2 separate regions of the Mus musculus genome follow, and region 2 is linked to region 1. A link is a contact called in public HiChIP or PLAC-seq data. All regions are on one chromosome and are shown on one strand. The core of a region is the stretch at or near the end of the contact, and the rest is flanking DNA. Distances in the headings are between cores, read along the strand shown. Region 1 overlaps Crim1 (cysteine rich transmembrane BMP regulator 1 (chordin like)). Region 2 overlaps Crim1 (cysteine rich transmembrane BMP regulator 1 (chordin like)).

Region 1 (6,180 bases), core at 2,735-5,234:
CTTCTCGCACATTTAAGATCTGTCGTCTGGTTGTGTGTCATTATTGGAAGAAAGGGATACATTACAGCATCCAGCCCTGGAGGACTTGAAGCATGGAAGGCAACCAGAGTCACAGGATGCTGCCACCAAAAAAGAAAAAAAAAAAAAATGGAGATTTTTGTTTGTGTTCTGGAATGGTGGAAGCCATCCTGAGAGCTCTTTGTCTCTAATGCTTACACCTACCTGACATTTTCAAGCTGTTAGGAAGAGTGTTCTTACGATGCTGCAGAACTGACTGTGTGTTTAGTTCATGTAGACTTTCCTTAGGAGTCATCTCCCCCAATTCCTGGGTGGGGCAGGGGAGGGGTGTGGTTAGCACATGACAAACAGGGATCGGGTATCTACAGAAGGTGACCTCATTAGGTAAAAGGAATCATTTCTAAACCAACCTTTGGTTCTTTGTACCTTTATTCTCATCTATCTTTAGGCCTAATCTTATTCCTAGAGTTTTTTTAAAGACAGATTGTAACATTTTGGAATTCATGATGGAGTATGAATATGTATAACTATAATTGCTTGAATGGCAAAATCCGCCTGGCAGTAAATCGAATATATTTTCTTGGTATGAATTAGCAGATGATGCAATGAAGTTTCTCTGGGCTCAGAATTCTACTGCCACATGTAAATTGTGCTTAAAGTTGAGTAGAACGCACACAGTTGACATTTGAGGTCGCTGCCTCTTCATTGTTGCCCCAAGCCTACCGAGCACAGTCAAAATCTGATCTCGGGTTTTTTACCTCTTCTCGGGGGTTACTCTGATCTCTTCAAAGAAGATTCCAGAGAAGCTGGTGGGTCATATTTTCTACGAACTGAGAACTAAGACAACTTTGAATTTCCTGAGAGGGTGGAACATGGGTAGGCACAGGTGTGCAAGCAGCAACCAAGACCACACACTTCCCTTGCCTTGGGAGTCTTTTGAAAGTTTGAATGACTGGAGTAGGACACCTGTGCACTGAGCCTTCGGGTTTAGGTTCCCAGGCAATTGTGATAGGAGAGGCAAAGGGGCAAGTGACCGGTCTAGTGAATCCCTTGTCAAATTTGTCAGACCCAGATTCGTTGGCCTCGTTCCCAGAGTTTCTGATTCTTTACGTCAGATGTGAGTCTTAGAATTTTCATTTCTGGCAAATGCCTAGGATATGCCGGACGTGTGAGCCCTAAGATCAGTGAAAAGTGGCGCCTTGGATTGGCCCATCTTAAATTTTCCTGTGTCCTGCTGCTGAAGTCCAGAAGGAGGCTCTGCCCTTCAGCAGCAGTGCCACACTCAGTTAATATGTTTTAAGCAAGCCGGCTTCCCCCCACTTCGTAACAATGCTGCAGCTGCTGACCCAGGGACCACACTTGGAGTAACAAACCTGTAGTCTCTGGCAGGTCAGCAACATCTTGGGTTAGGCAAGCTCTGCGGTCCAAGGGAACCTAGACATGTATTGACATGTAACATGCAGAGCTCTGAGCTGGCCAGTTTCAAAGGGCACTGGGGTTTGCCTTGAGTGTTTGAAGACTCCCTTGGTCAAATTCTGTATCCATGGTGAATGTGCTTGTAAGGATTTTCAGTTTGCTGAAGGTGTAGGGAAGTGTTTCTTCGCCTGAATGACACAACAGATTGCCTGGGAGCTGTTGAAATACACACACATGCCCCGTCGTCTTCCACGCATTCAGATGTCGTTGACGTGAGGTACTTTCTGGACAGTGGTGTTTTTAAAAGCTTTGTAAGTGATTTTAACGTGCAGCCAGGGTTTAGAACCGCTGAATTAAAATATTACAGGCTGTAGTTGTGTAAATAAATACCTTATTACTTTCTCCTTTGTATTCGGGCTGAGTTACGTTGCACTGTGACGCAGGGGGGATTTTATGAGGCAACTGAAAATACTTTAATATGGCATCTTTAATAAGTGGTCCCAGCATAGATTCTGCTGCTGTTCAAACTCAACCCTAGAGTAAAAGAAAGGGCTGGGAAAGTACAAGTTTCTGAAGGAGCTGAAATATGAAGTATGTCTGGGACTGTGTCAACAAAAGCCTAATTTTCGCCCCTTGGGGTTATGATTGTGTAGAACAAGTCTTCACAGCAAAGCCTGCCAAAAAAGGTTCTGATAAAATCATGGAATGTGACTGAAAAGAATTCACCAGTGTAGCTTTTAAAGGAGTCGGCCTCTAAACTGAAAAAAAAAAAAAAAAAAACCCTAGGAATGACATGTGCATCACATTTGTTATAGAAGCCTTTAGAATAGCCTATCACTGCACACAGGGAAGCATTGTCCCCAGTGCTGTCTCTCTGGCTAAGAGCAAATGAAACAGGACAGCTTACAGTGTGGCCGTGAGGCCTAACCAGAAACAGTGTATTCCTTACCACTGCAACGTCATGATGGGTTGTGCATTTGAGCAAAAACACAGCCAGGGCCTAAATGTGCGTCCTACACAGGCCAAACAGGGAACCCGTGCTTTTGGCTTTATGGAGTAGCTAGAGAGAAAATTGTGGACTTTGGCAGCTTAGCCACTCCTAATGTGTCCTCAGCCACGGGTCTTGGCCTCCCTGGGTCTGTCTTGTCATCTGCAGGGTAGAGATGAAAATGTAATTTCTTTTTCACTGAGAAGCTCGTAGGCCAGTTGAAATGGGTACCAGCAGGCCTAACTTGCAGGAGGCCCTCAATTAGGAGAGATTTTTTTTTCTTCTGTTTCTCTAAGCGTAACTTTGGCAACGGTATTCTTAATAAGAAATATCACCCATCAGTGTTAGCATTGTGAGGTTTTATTGGTATTCTCTACATGTTATTATACCTCAGTTTAGATTTCTTCTTCATAACCCTGACGTGTGTATATTCCTTCTTAAGAGTCAGCTCTAGCTTGCTTTAGAGGTTTTGTTTATTTGTTTTTTTCTTAACGTTTCCTGGTCCTGGAACACTCTTGGCTACTATGTGTATTTATATGCTCCCCTCGGCTCTCACGGTCCATCCCTTAGCTGTCCTCGAACTCACCGTGTAGACCAGGCTGAGCTTAGACTTGTGGTATCCTGACTCTGTCTATCTCCTGAGTGCTGGAATCAGACGCATGTGCCACCACACCCTGCTTTCTCTTCCTTTGCTGCCTTGAAGGACTCTGCTGGATAAGGCAGGGCCCTTGCATTATTGATTACACTTCAGAGCCTTTATTGGCACCTGGCACTATGCTGAGAAGCCGTTTGTCTGAATGCCTCTGTCCTCTCCTCTCGAGCTATAAATCCCAGAAAGCAAGGACTTTGCTCCTTTCGTGTTCAAGTCATTCAGTTAATGTTTGTCAACTGAATGAGTGAAAGACAGACACAGAGGACTGTACAGACTAGTCCGCTATCACAGGATCTATCAAGTGGCCGAGGGCCCCTGTGACAGCCAAGGTCAAGATCATAGACTGTTCCCAGTCTGCAGAGTGTAAGGTACACCGCAGTGAGATCTGGGGCACACAAGTGTAGTAGGTTCTTTGCCTCTTGGCTTTATACTCTGTGTTTTTACTGAATTCTGTAGTGTCCAAAGAATTCAAATCTGGGGTCCTTTGAGTTATCCTAGAAGTAATTGGCACTCCCAGAGATGTGTCAGAGTGAGGTGTACCTGTAAGGTGGGTTTACTGCCCACAGGCAGAAGGAGTCAGGGTCAGTGTTGGAGGAGGACCCTGCAGCATTAACTCTGCAGTAGACTCCATGTTTTCCTTGTCCGCATTATGCTGCTTGCTCTGTAGGAACTAGTGTGTAGCATCCTGCTGCTATTTAAAGTGACCGTGTCAATGGATTTTGAAGTAGAAGAAAGGCTTCACCATCAGATGGACCTCGACAAAATACACAAGGATAAGAAGAATCTGGCCGGGTGACTTTACCTATCTCTTTTAAAGTTTCTTTTTCCCCCCCACTTACCATCGAGTAGCTGTTATTTTCCTTTTACTTAAAAACCTAGTTTCAAGCAGAAAACTCTGAAATGCATTTGCCCACTTGGAGTTTCGGTTTTACTTTCTCTGCCTGGTATCCTGTCCTGGCAAAGACCTAGAAGCAACCACTGTCTTATCATGGAGATTTAAGTGATTAGGCTGGGATAACACTTTGCATAATAATAATAATTACTATTATATCAGTTTATACTAGATAACCATACCAACCCCCAAAGAAAGATTACTAATATGGTGAAACTAATTTATCTTTCTTTAATTATTTTTGTTGAGAGCCATATTGTCACTTTAGTCTCTATATATCTGGGGCAATTTTTTTTTATAAGATGCCAGTTGCAATGTTACCATGGCAACCAGACATAAAAGCTTGCTAATTAGTTGAAGTACTATATATAGATTTGTTAAATGCTTTTGGGGAAGAGTATAGAAGGACCTCTTTTCAAATAGATTAAAAAAAAATTGAAACTAAAGTAATGCCTTTCTCATTCGTGGGAAATTGGCGATATGGCTACAGTTTCCTTTTTTTTTTTAATTAAAAACAAACAGGAGAGATGTAGAAGAATAAATAAAGATTTCCAAGAGAACTTATGCACTTGAAACAGGCTCAGAGAGAAGGGGCCAAGCCAACAGTTGCTGATGCCATGGTAACCCAGTGAGTGGAGTGCGTGCTGGATGCTGAGCAAACACAGAGAGGGGGCAAAAAAGCAACTATTAGCAGTTAGGAGATAAGGAGGAATCTGTAGGTTCTACAAATCTCAGTTCTTTGAAAGCATCATTTCACAGTCTACCAACTCAGTGTAAGACTTGAGCCTTGTCCCTGCCAATCATCTTATTAACAGCACAGCTCTGAAGAGAGATGGTAAACAGCAGAGCTGGGTGAAGTCACTGACTCATGGGAGAGCTTGCAGAAATCTGACCGAAAGTTCGAGTGAGACACGGATGATATAAAGTCTGCATTCAGTAGAGTATATGTTACTTTCTAACACGTGTGTTTTTAAAATTGCCCACAAAACTGCATCTGTACACACATGTGTGCAAAGGGGGAAAAAATCCCACAAAATCTTAAGAAATTAACAAAACCAAAACATTGCACAGCATGTGCGTTTCTAGTGACAAATCAGTAAATTTAAACAAAAGGAGAGCTCCTCTCCCCCCAGCTTAGCAGCACAGAAATTTTACAACACTTAACTGAAAAACTTCAAAGAGGAAATCAATGTTGAATTATAGATTATTTCAAAACAGGCCAGATTGCGAAGCATGTTTAAAAAAAAAAAACAACCTTTAAGACACAAAGTAGCATTTGGCTATGATGTGAAAGTCATATTTTTATGTGTGTGTAAGAAAACAAGAGAGAAATAGAAGTGAATTTGGTATTTGATGTTTAGATTCTTCCAAAAGACTGACAAGAACCCGAAAGAGAAAAAGATCCCAAAACATAAAGGAACAGAGGAGCACACAGAGCTAAGCCTTGTCAGCAAAGTCTGATGGGAATTGGGAGTTTTAAATGAATTCTCTATCTCCTGCTAAAATACAGTGTAGTAAAGATGATTCCAGAAGAGCCAGGACACCTGGTCATACCTGAGAAATCTGCCCCCTTTCCTTTTCAGGAAGTTGTATGGGAAAGGTCCGTGTGAGCATCAAAGGATAGTTAACTTCGTGCTTATAAAAATGTTTTTTGCATCAGCTGGGCATGTTGGCACACACCTTGAATCCCAGGATTCAAAAGGGAGAAGCAAGCAATTCTCTGAGTTCAAGGCCAGCCTTGTCTAGGTAGTGAGTTCCAGGCCAGCCAGGGCTACATAGTGAGGCCATTTCTCTAAACAAAAATAAAAAAAAGTCTTACGCAGCAGCCGAAGAGGTAGCTGCAAACATCCTCCTGGAAAGAACCCATGTAAGTAGCCAAGACTGACGGGGCCAACACTGGCAAAAGATGGGGGAGGGAGAGGAAGAGTGGGTTCAAGGGTGATGGACAGTAGCAACTACTACACTTGAGCGTTTAAGTTTAAAAATCTTAAGGCACGGTCCGCACCACCATTTAAAACAGTGTTTCCTAAGAACACGATTCTCGGGATGTTTTAGTGTCTGCTAATTGTGTTAGTTAAGGGGAAACCAGGATGATTCTCTTGAGAAAAGTTGAAATAGCATTTGGTAAACTAAGCCTTCATTCTCAACATTCTTGGACACTTCCAAGATTTAAAATCCTGATCCACTTGTGTTCACTTACGGTTAGCACTGTCT
Region 2 (6,180 bases), core at 1,648-4,147, 77 kb after region 1:
CAACCCCAAGAGTAGATCAATAGCACTGTCTCTTCCATTCTTCCCACGGCCCATCTCAGCCTTAACCTTTTCCTCACCATCTCTCCAGCCTTTGTGTTTTGCAAGAATACATAGGAGGTAAACCCCTGCAGACCCCTGCTGCCCGTCTACTGGAAAGCCCTCTTTAAATGTTATCAGAGGACCTTTTCCAATATTAGTTTTTCAATGAGATTTTTCTTCTCCCTCTATAAGCCACAGAAAATACACCTGAGCGTCTTGTCCACTGAGACCGATTTTCCTTACTTCCTTCTTTCCTGCCCATACACTGGGATTTTAGTTCAGCTGACTATTTCCTGGAGTGTGTCTGCTTAGCCTACATCCCCCATCTTCCCTTCCCTTTCCTTGAGATAAACCTGTCCTAAAACCTGAACGTCACCCCACAGGCCACACTGTATCCCATCAGTATTACTGACCCACTACTACCCACTACACACGGCCCTGATGCACTCAGCACATCTACACGGACAGGGGTGGTTCCCGGTCCTCAGCATCCGCTGAGCTCTCGGCCTGAGCCAGCAGTGGTGTCTCTAGACCCTTTCTCAGCAGGATGCACCACTGTCAACACCTCCTTGAAGTGCTTGTTGTACTTGGACTCTGGGAATACAGTTAATGCCTTCTCACTTCCCACCACATCAGGGCAGCTCCCCCCACACCTCTGTAGACATTCAACATTCATGTCTTTAAAGCCACCTCACCACTGGGAAAAGAAGTCACCCACATCAGCCTCCGGGTATGCATCTGGTTGATGATGGTGCTGTCCACCAAATGTTTAGTCTCAGGTGAGGGGTTTCAGACTGTTGAATCTGTAGGTACATTCCCGTCCTGCTCGGGGTACTGGCAGTTGGCTGAGGTGAGGTGTGGCTTCCTGACCGTGGGCCACATTTCCAGGAATAAAAGTGCTCAGAATCCCAAGATAATAAAGTAGACAGGACATCCATCATTTGGAAGTTTTGTTTAATCTAGAGGCATATCCATTATCCAAATAACCATTGACTTTGGTTCCAGCCCCTTGACTGTGCTTAATGCTCTGAGCCGGTAGCTTTGGAAATAGGCAGAATAGAATACTAGTGCCTCCCTCACAAGGTCAATGGAAGGAAGAAACAAAATGAAATAAATAAGTGAGAGGTGCCCAGCCTGGAAATAATTGGACCATAACAAGCATTCAGTAAATGAGCAGTCTTTATTCTAGACAACTCCTGCACACTCGCAGAGATGCTCCGGCGAGAGAATGCCTATGGAATTTAATTCTTATTGAATTCTCTCAGGACTATCGACAGACTCAGCCACTCGAACCTCGCTTCCTGAGATTAGCTCTTTGTCTCCTGTTTCTTGGCATGGAAATTGTTCTTTCCTTTCCTATTGGTGGGATAAGAATAGGGTGAGAGAAACTCTTCAGACACTTGGCTTTTTCTCGCTCCCTTAAAACAAACGCCGCCAGTTCCTTTGGGAGTTGAAGAAACCGCAGGTGATTAATTCCTCGTGTTTTGATTCTGTGTCATTCCTCAGATGACTTTGTAGTGCAGAAGCCGGAGCTCAGCACCCCTTCTATTTGCCACGCCCCCGGAGGAGAGTACTTTGTGGAAGGGGAAACTTGGAACATTGACTCCTGTACACAGTGCACCTGTCACAGTGGTCGAGTGCTGTGTGAGACGGAGGTGTGCCCACCATTGCTCTGCCAGAACCCCTCCCGCACCCAGGACTCCTGCTGCCCACAGTGTACAGGTAACCAGAATGGTGGCACAGCGCACATGTGGAGGAAAGGATGCAGCTTTGCCTGATGGTTCTGTAGACTTTCATGTTAGGGTGAGCTCTGTGTTCAACCCATGAACCTGTGCGGGAACGTCTGGCTGCCCACTTCCCCAGTCTATTCCCTGTGATCACCCACATAATACAGCCAACGAGCGTGGCATCGGGGGTGACTTTGAAAGAGAAGGACTGGCTTTTTAACTCTTTTACCCTTACAGCTCAGACTAAGATTGTTCACAGAGTACAGGAAGTCCCTCTATACCAGGTTATCCCCAATGACTTTGCTATGTAAAATGTCGTCTCACCAGCGACAGTATGTCTCTTAACAAATGTAAAAACTAGTTATATTGGAAAATAATACAAATGAAACTTCCTGGAACTATGCAGGTTGTAAAAATACTGTGAAAGCATTCACGGGCCCTCCCCGTCCTGTAACTAATACGTTAAGACCAAGAATGTCGAGGGGCTGTGGTCTGCTACCGTGTTCTTCCTGTGATTTCTCAGATCATAGCAGGTAAATTTAGTCATGAAAGAAATGGGTTACAGTGTAAAAAGTATTAGATGTGAGCTAGGTATTAGATGTGAGCTACACTACTGGTTTTATAACTAAAATAGTAATTCTATTAACTCGAGAATAGATGACTTTTTAAAAACAGACTCATTTTGATTCAATACAAAAAAGTCACGAAAGCAGCTGGCTTTATTATTTGGTGTTTGTTCATTTTCTCAGTTTTTTTTTTCTTAACTAAAACTGTAACCACTTCCCTTCCAAGCATACACTCGATGCACATTTGCGCAGGGAAACATAAACCTTCATGTTTTATTACTTCCGTTGTTACCCTGATTGCTGGGTTACCTTCCAGGAGCTTGTTCTGTTTCTGTTTCTATGTCCGTCACACTCAGTAACTACATTTGAGCCACGGTATCATCTTGGGAGAGATCTGTGTGTGTAAAAAGTAGTCATACTATTCTGGCAGATCTAACTAGTGTAAAAATCTGGTCTGGTATTAGATGTCCATACATGTTACATCTTTAGGATGTGTGTGACCTGTTCCCACCGTGTGGTTGTCACTGCTTTATATGGAAGTCCTGCTGCTGTTTATAAAGGAAGATGTCTGAACCCCCACATCCTCCTGACAGGAAGTCGTCAGTGACAGTGAGCACATACCCACTTACTTACTTGGTTTGTAGGCATTTCTGGAATGCCTGGAATCAACCATGGGAATCCTCACACACGTGCACACACACACACACACTCACACACTCACACACATATCCTGTGGAGCAATAGCCGAAAAGAGAGAGAGAGAAATAACCCCCCCTCCTGGTGTCATGTGGTTGTTCCACATTAAAAAAAAATAATAACAGTTCACGAAACAGCGGGGGAGGGGGGGTGCTCAAGTGCAGGTGGCTCAGGAGATGCTAGAGGAGAAAAAGTGCTCTGTGTACCCGGGCTAGGGACTCAGTGACTGGGGGACAGGCTGTGTGGAAGACACTTCTCTGGGACAGCAAGCCCAAATTCCTTGGTGGGACACCTGACTGCACTCAGAGATTTCATGCAGTTAGAGGACATAGAGAAGTCCCAGGCCAGGGCTGGGCCCCCTGCTTCAAAATAAGAGTCTGCATTACAGGCTGAGCTATAATCCCAGCACTCAGGGGGCAGGGGCAGAGGTAAGCAGATCTCTGAGAGTTTTAGGCCAGCCTGGTCTACGAAGAGAAGTCCTGGATAGCCCAGGCTACACACAGAAACCCTATCTCGGAAAAACAAAACAAAACAAAAAACCACATCACAGAGGCCCCTGGGTTCCTGTCGAGCTAGCTGTGGCTTTCTGCTTTTCTCTGTGTATTATACCTGATTTGTTCTCATTTATAAATTATACCAGGGTGACTAGTATTATTCCTTTCCATATAGAGATAGGATAACTCAGTCTTAACCTTTGAAGTTTTTTTCTATATATATAAAAGTATTCCAAAGGTTACTTTTGCATATGTGAATAAGGGCCTACCCAGGCCAAGCTGTATTTAAAGGAGCTACTAACTCCTCAGTGGATCTTTTGGGGCTTTCTATTCATATCTAGACTGCTGCAATAAAAACATTTTTTTTTTAGCCATTCTGCTTCAGCTTCTCACGTGCTGAAATTATAAATGCAAGCCACCATGTTTGCCTCTCTCCCAGTATCCTGAACTTAAACTAGAGATGTCGGTGGTTTTTTACATCACAATAAATTTGGAGAACAGCATCCCCAAGTGCTGTATTGCACATCCAGCAAAAGACCAGCCTTAGGTTACCACATTCTAAATGGCCTCAAAAGGATATGTAGACCTGTGTCTACAAGACCTGTGTCTGTGTGGTGATTGCTTCTCTGGGATCCTTTCCCATTCTGCCTTAGAGCATGGCCCTCCACAGAAGTAGATCCTGAAGAGGGAGGAGGGTACCAGTATGATATTTGCCCAAAATCCTAACAGGAGAGAGACAGCCATGATGGTGCACACCCGTGGCCCCAGCACAATTTCCCCAGTTGGACATTGCTTGCAAGAACTAGGCTAATGCATCCTGCAGGGTCCTTGGGACTTCAGGGCATAGAGCTTAGTTCCAGACAAAACCAAAGTTAGCAGTCGCCTCTCTCTTAAAGACGTTCTCTCTAGCCGCAGATGACCTCAGAAGGGGCTCTGGGAGCCGACTCCCACCCTTCCTTCTCTGTTTACAGAATCTGGTTGGGCTGTGAGGAGCGACCCACGAGACGGGCTCCCTGTAGTGAGTTAGGCCAGTGGGAACCAACGAGGATCAGATGTGCTCACCAGAGGGTGTAGTGTGTTCATGAAGCAGACAAAAGAAAGATGCTACATATCAGAGCTTCTACAGCCTGTGATAACGTCATGTCTGTCTCATCCTTCTGTCTCGTGGCTGAGAATAGCACGGTTCTTGATATTGATTCAGAGGCACACAAGATAACTCCCCGCTGTGCGTCCACTGAGGAAAGGTGGTTGGGGGAGGGTGTTGCTTGGCACACGGCCATTAGAGACTGTGACGTTCCTAAAGTTTGGACCTCGCTTCGTTACATGTCCCTTTTACAAAGCTCAGGTTTCTTCTTAGGCTTAATTTTCATTAATTTCTGGATAGCCAAGAGAAGCTTGGGTTTCCTGGTGACCCTCTGTTCCATTTCAGTCTGTCATGTGATGTGGAGACCTCCCATAGGTCCACCACGCCGGGGCTAGCATATGGTTTTCCTGGGTGGTGCCCTTCTGTGTGACCTGGGTTGCTGGCCCCTCCTTCACTAACGGGAATGTCTAAACTTAGGAATGTCACAGATCTGGTGTATAGACAAGTTTGCAGGGAAGATGTATTTGAGTATTGAATGGTTAGGACTGAGCTGGCTGCAAGTAAGAGAATCTAGCTATGAATTTTAAACAAATTGTGGTTTATTTTTCATACTTTAGAATAAGCAGGTGGCAACCATGGAGCACAATCGACTCTGTGGCCCATTGGCTAAGACAAGTTTGACTCCAGAACTATCACCTTCAAGGCAGGCAGAATGTGGAAGGAGGGTGGTAGCAGTGCCTCCACCCTCAAGAGAAAGTGGAAGCATCCCTAAAAATCCCTTCATTAGCCCTGAGCTGGAGCTAGATCAGGTGTCCCAACCCCACCCCACCCCCAGTTGCAAGGCAGCCTGGGAAATCATGGACAGGATTTCCTGGTTGATCCATTGTGATCCAAGTCCCATGAGCCTCCAAAGAAAACACAGACTTTCCTTAAGGTAAGGAAGAAGGCTAGAGGAGACCCTGCACAGGCTCCAGACAGAATTGCAGCGATTGTTCCTCTGTTTTAGAATACAAGACCTTCCTAGAAGCAGGCTTCCTGATCTTAGGACCGACTGTATTTTTTTTTTGTTGTTGTTTTGTTTTGTTTTTTAATGAGGTACCCAGAGCCTTAGAGAGCAGTGCCTCTGTAAGCCAGCCTGACACTTAACTATGCTGTGTAGCTGTTAGCCCGCAGCGTTGTCTTTGCTGACACTGTGTGTTCGATTTTTCCAGATGACCCTCCTCAGCCTTCCACATCCCATAATGAGAGCGTGCCTAGCTACTGCAGGAATGATGAAGGAGATATCTTCCTGGCGGCTGAGTCCTGGAAGCCCGACGCCTGCACCAGCTGCGTGTGCGTGGATAGCGCAATTAGCTGCTACTCTGAGTCTTGCCCTTCCGTGGCCTGTGAAAGACCTGTTTTGAGGAAAGGCCAGTGTTGCCCCTACTGCTTAGGTAAGATCAAGGGAAAAAAGGAAAACACCTCTCATCTCTCCCAGTGACCACTAAATTAACACGGGCAGCCAATTGCATAGACCAGTTCATATTTTTTTTAAATTAGTTTTTCTGGTTGGTATGCCACACGGACCCAATGTG

Evidence for each region. HiChIP or PLAC-seq counts read pairs in DNA pulled down with a chosen protein or histone mark.
Region 2: a BATF HiChIP or PLAC-seq map of CD8 T cells shows a contact between it and region 1, with 14 read pairs. The contact joins two enhancer-like sites. A contact is called at or near these places in 1 of 484 Hi-C or Micro-C datasets (nephron progenitors), 2 of 115 datasets of contacts at active chromatin or transcription factors (CD8 T cells and effector CD8 T cells) and 2 of 9 other capture datasets (adipose tissue and liver).

The regions. Positions count from the first base shown.
Region 1 is chr17:78,270,812-78,276,991 of GRCm38.p6, forward strand. The region is part of intron 2 of Crim1 (cysteine rich transmembrane BMP regulator 1 (chordin like)); the gene reads left to right. Among named protein-coding and RNA genes, the nearest start is that of Gm41620, 7.5 kb to the right of the region's middle. Within about 2 kb of position 3,985, at least 62 of the 459 cell types and tissues checked have an H3K27ac peak or open chromatin away from gene starts, as enhancers often do. A contact at or near this core is called in CD8 T cells, where this site is marked.
Region 2 is chr17:78,349,139-78,355,318 of GRCm38.p6, forward strand. It overlaps Crim1 (cysteine rich transmembrane BMP regulator 1 (chordin like)), which reads left to right. Exons shown (of 17, transcript NM_015800.3): 12 at 1,546-1,761; 13 at 5,818-6,039. Among named protein-coding and RNA genes, the nearest start is that of Gm52306, 17 kb to the left of the region's middle. Within about 2 kb of position 2,898, at least 50 of the 459 cell types and tissues checked have an H3K27ac peak or open chromatin away from gene starts, as enhancers often do. A contact at or near this core is called in CD8 T cells, where this site is marked.